3 separate regions of the Zea mays genome follow, and all the other regions are linked to region 3. The links are chromatin contacts, called in public Hi-C maps. All regions are on one chromosome and are shown on one strand. The core of a region is the stretch at or near the end of the contact, and the rest is flanking DNA. Distances in the headings are between cores, read along the strand shown. Region 1 holds the start of LOC103633287 (serine/arginine repetitive matrix protein 1). Region 2 holds the start of LOC100192833. Region 3 holds the start of LOC100193205.

Region 1 (2,700 bases), core at 121-2,620, 180 kb after region 3:
ATTCAACAGAAAGCTAAATAGTGAAGATCAAACAATCAGTGGTGAAAAATTGAAGATTAGCTGGGTAACCTTCACAGGACCAACAGGCAATGGCTCAGCATTCTTGGATCGATAGCACCGCTGCATCGGTGCAGAAATTTCTACACCAACTTTTGTAGTAACAGGAGTTGACAGTGCTGCAGGTCCACTGCTACCTGGCAAGATCGTCATCAGTCCGTTTGGGAGATCCCTGGTCTGGCGGTCACTCGTGGCTGCCTGAGGGGACGTCGACGGATTGATTCTCCTCCTGCCCTTCCTCTTGTTCTTCTGCCTCTGAAGAGCGACAGCAAGGAGCTCTCCATCCGCTGGTAGCTTCTTGCCCTTGTTGGCCCTCGCGTAGTGGTATTCGCAGAAGCTAACAGTTGGGAGTGCACGGCCCGAGCAGCGCCACTTCTTCCCGTCGCTACGACGGCAACGGAGGTGGTCCGGAAGTGGCGGCGGAGAGTCACCACGCTGCCTCGACTTCCGACGGCGCCGGCGACGCGACGGTGTAGGGGTCTCCTCTGCTTCATCATCGGGAGTGGCCGCTCGCTTACGGCGGCGGCTGCGGGAAGGAGGGGGTGGAGGGGATTCCTCAGCATCACCTTCGGTGTCGGAGTCCCCACCATCTTCTTCGTTCTCGCCGCCCGTCTCAGCGGCTTCCTCTTCACTCTCGCCGTCGGTCTCGGCGGTGGCTCCCTCCTCATCCTCGCCGTCGGTCTCGGCGGTGGCTCCCTCCTCATCCTCGCCGTCGGACTCCTCCGCTTTGGCCTTCGAATCAACATCCTTGGCATCTGCTTCGCGGTCGGAGCACGTTTCACCGGCTTCTTCATCCTCGGCATCCGAGACGTCAGGTTTCGCTTCCGCCTCGGTGGCTACCGCTTCCGGCTCGGCTTTGGCTTCAGGCTCCGCATCCATCTCATCCGCTCCGTTCTCGACGGCTTCCTCGTTGGCATCTGCATCCATGGACTCGGCGTCGCTTGCCGATTCATCTTCTTTCGCTTCGCCGGACTCCTCCGCCTTCGCGTCCCCCGCCTCGATCTCGGAATCGGCGGCTTCCTCTAGCTCAGGCTCGGGCTCGGTGGCCTTCGCTCTTGGCTTTGCCCTGCCCTTCCCCTTCCTTCTACCGCGGCGCGGCGGCATGGCGGCGGCTGGCTAGGGTTCCAGCGAGTCGGCGGAGTTGGGATGGCTAGATCGAAGGGGGGAAGTGGTGCGTGTACTGGCTCGCGGAGAAGGACACAAGCGCGGGCTGCGGATGGGGGTAAAGAGGGCTGCGTGCATGGGGCCCGCTCTCTGACTAGTCAGAGGCACATCGTCGGATGCAAAAGCTTTAACAGGAACAGGGGGCAGTTACTGGCGATTCGAAAGCAGTAGGAAGTTATTCAAGGTCGTGTGTGTGAGTGGGTGGGGGGAGGGAGGGAGGGAGCGCCCAGCCGTGGGATTGAGATGGGGTGGCTGAGATTGTATACAATGTGAGGGGACTAGAGAGGTTTCTTTTATTAAGGCTAGTTTGCTAATCTTATTTTTTTCAAAAGGATTCTTGTTTTTTAAGAAAAAATAAACTAATTTATCTTACGGTCGTTTGTATTCCTTCATTTTAGAGGAATTGGAATTTAATTTAATAAAGTAATATATTTAGCTTGGAATTTGACATTTCACCGGTTTCTAAAGTTCAGATATAGGTCTATCTCAAATTTATTGGGTGGGGGATGGGAAATAATTTTATGTATTAGTAGAATTTTTTATATTCTGTAATTTATAGAACGTTCTTCAATTCACTCCTCTATAGCAAAAATGTAGCGTATAAATATCTCTGACATCTTGCTAATAATAGTGTACAAACATATATTGTATAAAATCAAATTAGCTTAGTTAATATATGTCTAAATTACTATTATTAGAATATAATTCAATTCCAGTGATCCAAACGGGGCGAGCAAAAATGAAAATCTCTTAAATAAATGGGTTTCTAAACTAAACCAGTAAACCTTATGAAATCAACTAGGACTAGTTTGTCAACCTCGTTTTTTAAGGGATTCACTAATTTCACTTGAAAAATTAGAATCTCTTATGAAGATAAAGTTGCCAAACTAGGAATTATGGGAGAGATTTTTCGCCTGCATACAAAACATTTATCGGCGATTTAGGGGTAAGCTGCGCGTGATGTGGACCGTGCTGGACCAGGATCGAACGGTGGCAGACTATAGAGTTTCCTCGTTTGAATTCGTAACTTGTGGAACTGTGCTAAGAGACTAGCCCATGAAACATCACGGACCTGACTACTATGAAGAGCCGATAGATTTGGGCCTCCCAGAAAGGGAATATATTGAATGTAAACCGTATTTTCGTGCAAACCTCGTACAGACTTTTTAAAAAAGTTTCAAAAAAATCTAAAAAAACAAGAATATACATCTAAGCTTACCTCATCTATATACAAAATTTCATGGTCAAATTCATCTTACTCTAACAGTTAAAAAAAAGACAAATTTTAAACTTTCACTGTTTGTCAGAAATTTTGTCTTTTTTATAACTGCTAGAGTAAGATGAATTTGACCATGAAATTTTACATAGATGAGGTAAGCTCATATGTACATTCGTGTATTTTTTCAGAATTGTTTGAAATTTTTGTTAGTAGGTTTGCACCAAAACGTAATTTTGTATATAATTTTCTAGTTCTAGTGG
Region 2 (2,700 bases), core at 41-2,540, 180 kb before region 3:
GTTGTTTCCAACAGGGGGTTGAGTGAGGCGGGAACACGGTTTGATTGGAGGCAACAATTGCTTTGTTAATCTAGCCCCTCAAGGGCACTGTACGGGGGTATTTATAGGCGCCTGAGCGCCCAGCGTCTCGGTTTAAGGACACATGTGCTCTCAAGCGCCTAGGTCATCCCCGGAATATTCTCATAAAGCGGGGTTACAGACCGTCATTACATAAAAGCGTTTACAAATCGGGCCCGTAATACAACCGGCCGCGCGGGGCCTGTTACAATGGGCCGAATTCCACGTGGGCCTTCGTGTTCGACGAAGGGTGGGAGGTGCCAGTCGTTTTGCCTCCGTTGAGGCAACGAGACCGGCGAAGGCTTCGAGCGAGGGGTTGATGTAGCGAGACTGGCGAAGGCTTCGAGCGAGGGGTAGTGTCTTCGCCTTCGCCCTAACAGTAAACAACAACATCAATTAGTCAAATCAAAAAATATTATGCAGAGAGCGAAGACAATCAATAAAAAATCTTGAGATTTTTTTGGTGGATAATTTACGTGGGTATTGTTGTGACCCGTTGCAACCCACGACCAACTGACTAATTTACTTTTATGTTAATCATCCGATTTACTCTGTTCTAATTGTTTTACCTTCACAATAATATCGTGCATACTCTAAAAATATTATGTCACGACACATATTTTATGTGTTTAATTAATTGTTAGTTTGTCCATCAATTTTAATTAATTGCTAGTTTGTCCATCGGTTTTATGGCCACCAGCTTCTATGTGCACACGCTAAGAACAATGATGGTAGATCGACATCGATCTTAGCACCATGTCATAGTATAATAATGTCTATTATTTGCGACGTGGTATCTCAGACGTATGACCTATTACATCAAGCCGTATAACCTTAGTAACGTATTTTATGGCCACCAGGGTCAAACACGATAATAACAGATTACAGATCTGAACCTGATTTTTATTTAAGGCTATTTTAGCTATTTCATATTTTCAAGAAAAAATAGTTTATTTTTTTAGAAAAATAAGAATGACTAAAAATAGAGTTGTGAAACTAGACTATAGAAAAGGCTAAAAAACAAAAAAAAGGACGAATATACTGCCGCCCGAAATAGTACATACGTATTTCCGCTGCGCATCTCAGACTCTCGGTTACGTAATCTTTATAAAAAACTCCTAACAAATCATAGTTGTATCTATGGTTAGATCGTAATCTAATGAACCAGATCTTTTGTTTGCACGCTTTCAAATAAGCACTGCATAGCAGTCGTTGCCGTCGGTCCCGCCACACACCCCCATGCCGCTTCTCCACCTCTCGCTCCCGTCGCACCGCCTCCTCGTCGGCGGCCGAGGTCGGCTGTTCTTCCCGTCGTCTCCCCGTCGTATCTGCCTATCTGTCAGGTGAACCAACTCACAGTCACGACCCTCCGGGCACCCTAACCCTACCCAACAGCGTGTGCGCGAGTTCTTTTATTCCCGCCGCCGCCGCCTCTTTTCTCACTAGGCACTAGTGCTTGTTCGTGGATAGGGCGGCTGGGGATGCGGCGGTGTCAGTTGCGGCGGGGGCTTACGGACTCCCCTTCCGGCCGGAGGGAGCCGCTCACCACCGCGAGCTCTCCGCGGCAGTGGCCGTCGTCGAGCGCGCCTGCTGCCTCTGCGTTGACGTGAGTCGACCTCATCTTCCCTCCTACTGATTTAATTGTCTGGTGAGATTTGAGCATTTTAAAGATACTTACGGAGGATTAATTCCGGTTTGGTGGGATCACTTGGTGTTGGCAGTGATGTCTCACGCGTAGAATTTGTGGCTGGGACAGAAAATTATATAAACGACCAACTAGTTTGCATAAGGATAGATCTTTAGGGGAAAACGGTGTAGTAATTTCTGGAGCACCAGGTTATCAATTCTAAGCAGTGTTTTCAGCCCTAAACTGATTTGTTGCAAAAGATTCACTCTTCAGGGAAATGTGACTGTGCAAAGTTTTTCACTCCCATAATTATATAATTAAGACCAATCACATATGGTCGGGTCTATTTAAACTAAAACAATCCTACCAATGATTGTGATCCTGGTAGCATTGATTTTCCACACCTGCAAGCTTCAGCAAAACCATTCCTTCATTCCAAATTATAACAAGTTTTGGCTTTTCTAGATACATTGATTTTATTATGTATCTAGACATGTTGTATATCTAAGTGTATAACAAAAATTATTAATCTAGAAAAGCCAAAACGTCTTGTAATTTGGAACGGAGGGACTACTTACTATTGTCTAAGATACAATTTCAGTTTGTGTTTGCCATATAAGTAGCTTGCATTGTACCTTAATCAACATGAGCTGTTATGTAATCAGTGTGAAACAAAATAAATTAAAATGATTCTGCACTTAGTAGTTCATGGACTTACTAGAGATGTTGAAAAGCAATTGACCTTTACATAACTAGAGACATTCCATTTTTCTCCCTTTTTTATTGAATAACGCAAGTCTGTTGCATGACATTTCATTAAGAAGGGAAAGTACATAGAGGAGAAGGATGGTGGGGGGTTGGAAATCCCTCCCAGCACATACAACCCGGATCAACTCCATTTTTTTTCTCTTGGACTAGATTGGTAAATAACCTTAGCAGAAATAAATGCATGGTAAAGGAAACCCAAACCAGTACGGACAAGTGTACAAAATAGTTATCACTTATAAAAAATAATT
Region 3 (2,700 bases), core at 34-2,533:
AATGAGAAAAGATGAGCTTGAAAACATGAATAAAATTCAGCAGCATCCTGAGAATACGATTACAATACTAAATAATCAACTCAGAGGCAGTAACCATACAACAGAACAGAACCAAACTTTCATATCAGATGCTCATATGACCGGAGGACATGTGGGAAACCAAATAACCAATTCTCCAGCTTCCATCTCGATAATATTGGGATCCAACGGTCGCCCTATCTCAGCAGAATATACAGGCAATAGAAGCTACAGCCTACAATTGACCTCAACTGAAAAAGGTCCCTTCCAATTGCAATGCACAGTAAACTAAATTTAACCAATCTGGCTATCTCGCTGAAAAGGGTTGCCAGCACAGCAGTTGCCTAATAAAAAAAAGTGCATCGAGCGAACACTTAATTGAAAACGCAATTCCATACCACGAAAGCGAGCAAACGAGGAGAAACGTAGAAATTCGAGAACTCTGAGTCACGAATGGAACAACCAGAGCGACAAGCAAGCTCCGAATTAACTAATGAAACACACCGCACCAAATGATTTGTTGCTCCAGTTCGAACTACTAAACTGCTACCTCCGCTGGTCTGCTCAGATCCCACCGCACTTGAGCATCGCCAGAAGCTCAAGTTAATCCCGAGCAGCTGCCAAGCAACCCAACAGCTCAAATGAGCTACATCACAACGTCGAACTGGAGCTCCGGATAACCCGGATAACCCAATTTCTCAGACCTAGCAAAATCGAGTCCCAGTACGACCAATTGGAGCTCAAGAGAAGCAAAAAAATCCTTAGAACAAACAAGCATGCAAATCGCCCAAACCCAAGGTCAACACCGCCCTCAGAGCTCCTCAAACCAGATGTAACGGAAACAGATAAAGCCTACCACAGCCGAGCCTACGACGATGGTACTCAATCGAGCTCTGCTACGGGTTGGGGGGATTACCTCTTAGGTGTGAACCAGGAAGGCTTGTCGCCGTCCTGGTCGCTGGTACTCGTGTCCAGACCCGTCTCGACGTCCCGCACTACGGTGACCGCCATGGCCTGCACACCTCCTGCCGCTGCTGCTGCTGCTGCCACCGCCTGCTTAGTTTCCTCCGTCTCCAACACCGACTCCTGCTTGGCCTCCGCCGCAGAAGCGGGAGTCTCCGCAACGGAAGGAGGGAGGGGATCGGAGGCGGAATCGACGGGTGAACGAATATTAAGTCTCGGGGCCGCGCGCGGGGGATTGAGCTCGGGGCTGGGCGCGCGGGGAATTGAGCTCGGAGCGCGCAGCGGAGTATGCGGCGGTCGCGCTCCGCCCGCCCGATTGCGGTGGGGGCTCGGGATTGCTAATCATAGATTAATTATGCTTAATAAATTTTTCTCGCCATTTAATCTTTAGCTATGTAATTAGTTTTATAATTGGACTACATTTAATACTTGTAAATAGACATTCAATTCGGACACGAACTAATTAAACTTTAGTCCTTGGAACCAAACACCCCCTATAGTTTGATAGTGAGAACTGTCATATCACGTAACAGAAAAAAATGAACTCTAGTAGCAACTGCCAAGACATTGGTTACCACAGCAGATTTATCATTTATACTATTATCTAACACCAAACAGCCAAGATGCCGGAAGGGCATGGGTGTAAATGGAGTAGCTAGGAGATGATTTTCAAATTTCAAATATCAGTGGTGTTCGTTGAACAAAAGTCATGTTAGTGTTAATGTGTCATTATGATTTAGTATTACACCCGTGGGTGTGAATGGGACGATGACAAAATGGCAGGAGGTTTAGGGGTAACCATTTAACGAAGCGTGTCACATGCAAAAGAAATGAACTATGGAAGCCTATGTATCCATCTACAAAGACGTGCGCTAATAGAGATTGGAGAGTACTCACGCTTTGCAGAGTTTTGGTAGAATCTCATTTAAGTGAGCCAATAGTCACCAAGTGCAAATTTTCAATTTGTTCTGCTGGGGAAACTGATAGTAATCAGCCCACATTGATATGCACTAATTACGAGTTCAGTCTGCACAAATTTGGCTAGTATTTCAGTTTAGGTCGAATGGTTGCTATTCTCTACAAATTCAAGTAATGAATGGTGGTTGGGACAATGAGAAAACCAACCTGAATAAAGTAACAGAGTAAACAGAGCAGAAGGAGAATTACAAGTTGGGAGTGAAAAACTTACAGGAATATCTGTGATGTCACCAATCGCGAAAATGTTATTAAAACCTTTCACTCTTAAATCCTTTTCCACCATTACTCTCCCCTTGCTGTCCAAGGATTCCTTTAGAATGGTATCATGTAGCCACGACGAACTCAGTGGCTTTCCAATGCATACAAAGTGGCAATCAGCTATACTGTTTCTCCGCCTGATGTCTTGTACACCTTCTCAGTGTCTGATAATGAGCCCAAGTCAACCGATTGCTGAAGGAGCACGTCTACTTTCTTCGAAGTAAGCCAATCAAGGCACTTCTTTGAAGCCTTATCTCCAATGAATTCGAGTAAACGCGGTCCTCTATGGATAAGGGTCACCTCTTCCCCGGGTAGTCTACCACAATCTCTCCAGCTAGTTCAACACCAGTTGGACCACCCCCAATTATCAGCACAGATTCTGAAGACTCTATCTTCCCATTATCTGCAGCAAGCATACAAAAGAAAATGTAAGTATGACAGGGAAGGCCACAAAAGCACAACTGTTTTTTTTCTAGTAGGCGC

The links. A called contact is a pair of places that touch in the nucleus more often than the background predicts.
Region 1: a contact with region 3 is called in a Hi-C map of leaf, with 4 times the contacts expected there. The contact joins the promoter of LOC103633287 here to the promoter of LOC100193205 in region 3. A contact is called at or near these places in 5 of 25 Hi-C or Micro-C datasets (bundle sheath, ear, leaf and 1 more).
Region 2: a contact with region 3 is called in a Hi-C map of ear, with 1.6 times the contacts expected there. The contact joins the promoter of LOC100192833 here to the promoter of LOC100193205 in region 3. A contact is called at or near these places in 2 of 25 Hi-C or Micro-C datasets (ear and leaf).

Annotation. Positions count from the first base shown.
Region 1 is chr7:165,867,011-165,869,710 of Zm-B73-REFERENCE-NAM-5.0, reverse strand. It overlaps LOC103633287 (serine/arginine repetitive matrix protein 1), which reads right to left and starts at 1,370. Exons shown (of 6, transcript XM_008654994.2): 1 at 70-1,370. The coding sequence starts at 1,161.
Region 2 is chr7:166,221,770-166,224,469 of Zm-B73-REFERENCE-NAM-5.0, reverse strand. It overlaps LOC100192833, which reads left to right and starts at 1,290. Exons shown (of 9, transcript NM_001254768.2): 1 at 1,290-1,400; 2 at 1,528-1,663. The coding sequence starts at 1,297.
Region 3 is chr7:166,042,944-166,045,643 of Zm-B73-REFERENCE-NAM-5.0, reverse strand. It overlaps LOC100193205, which reads right to left and starts at 1,283. Exons shown (of 2, transcript NM_001138358.2): 1 at 935-1,283. It also overlaps the pseudogene LOC103633288.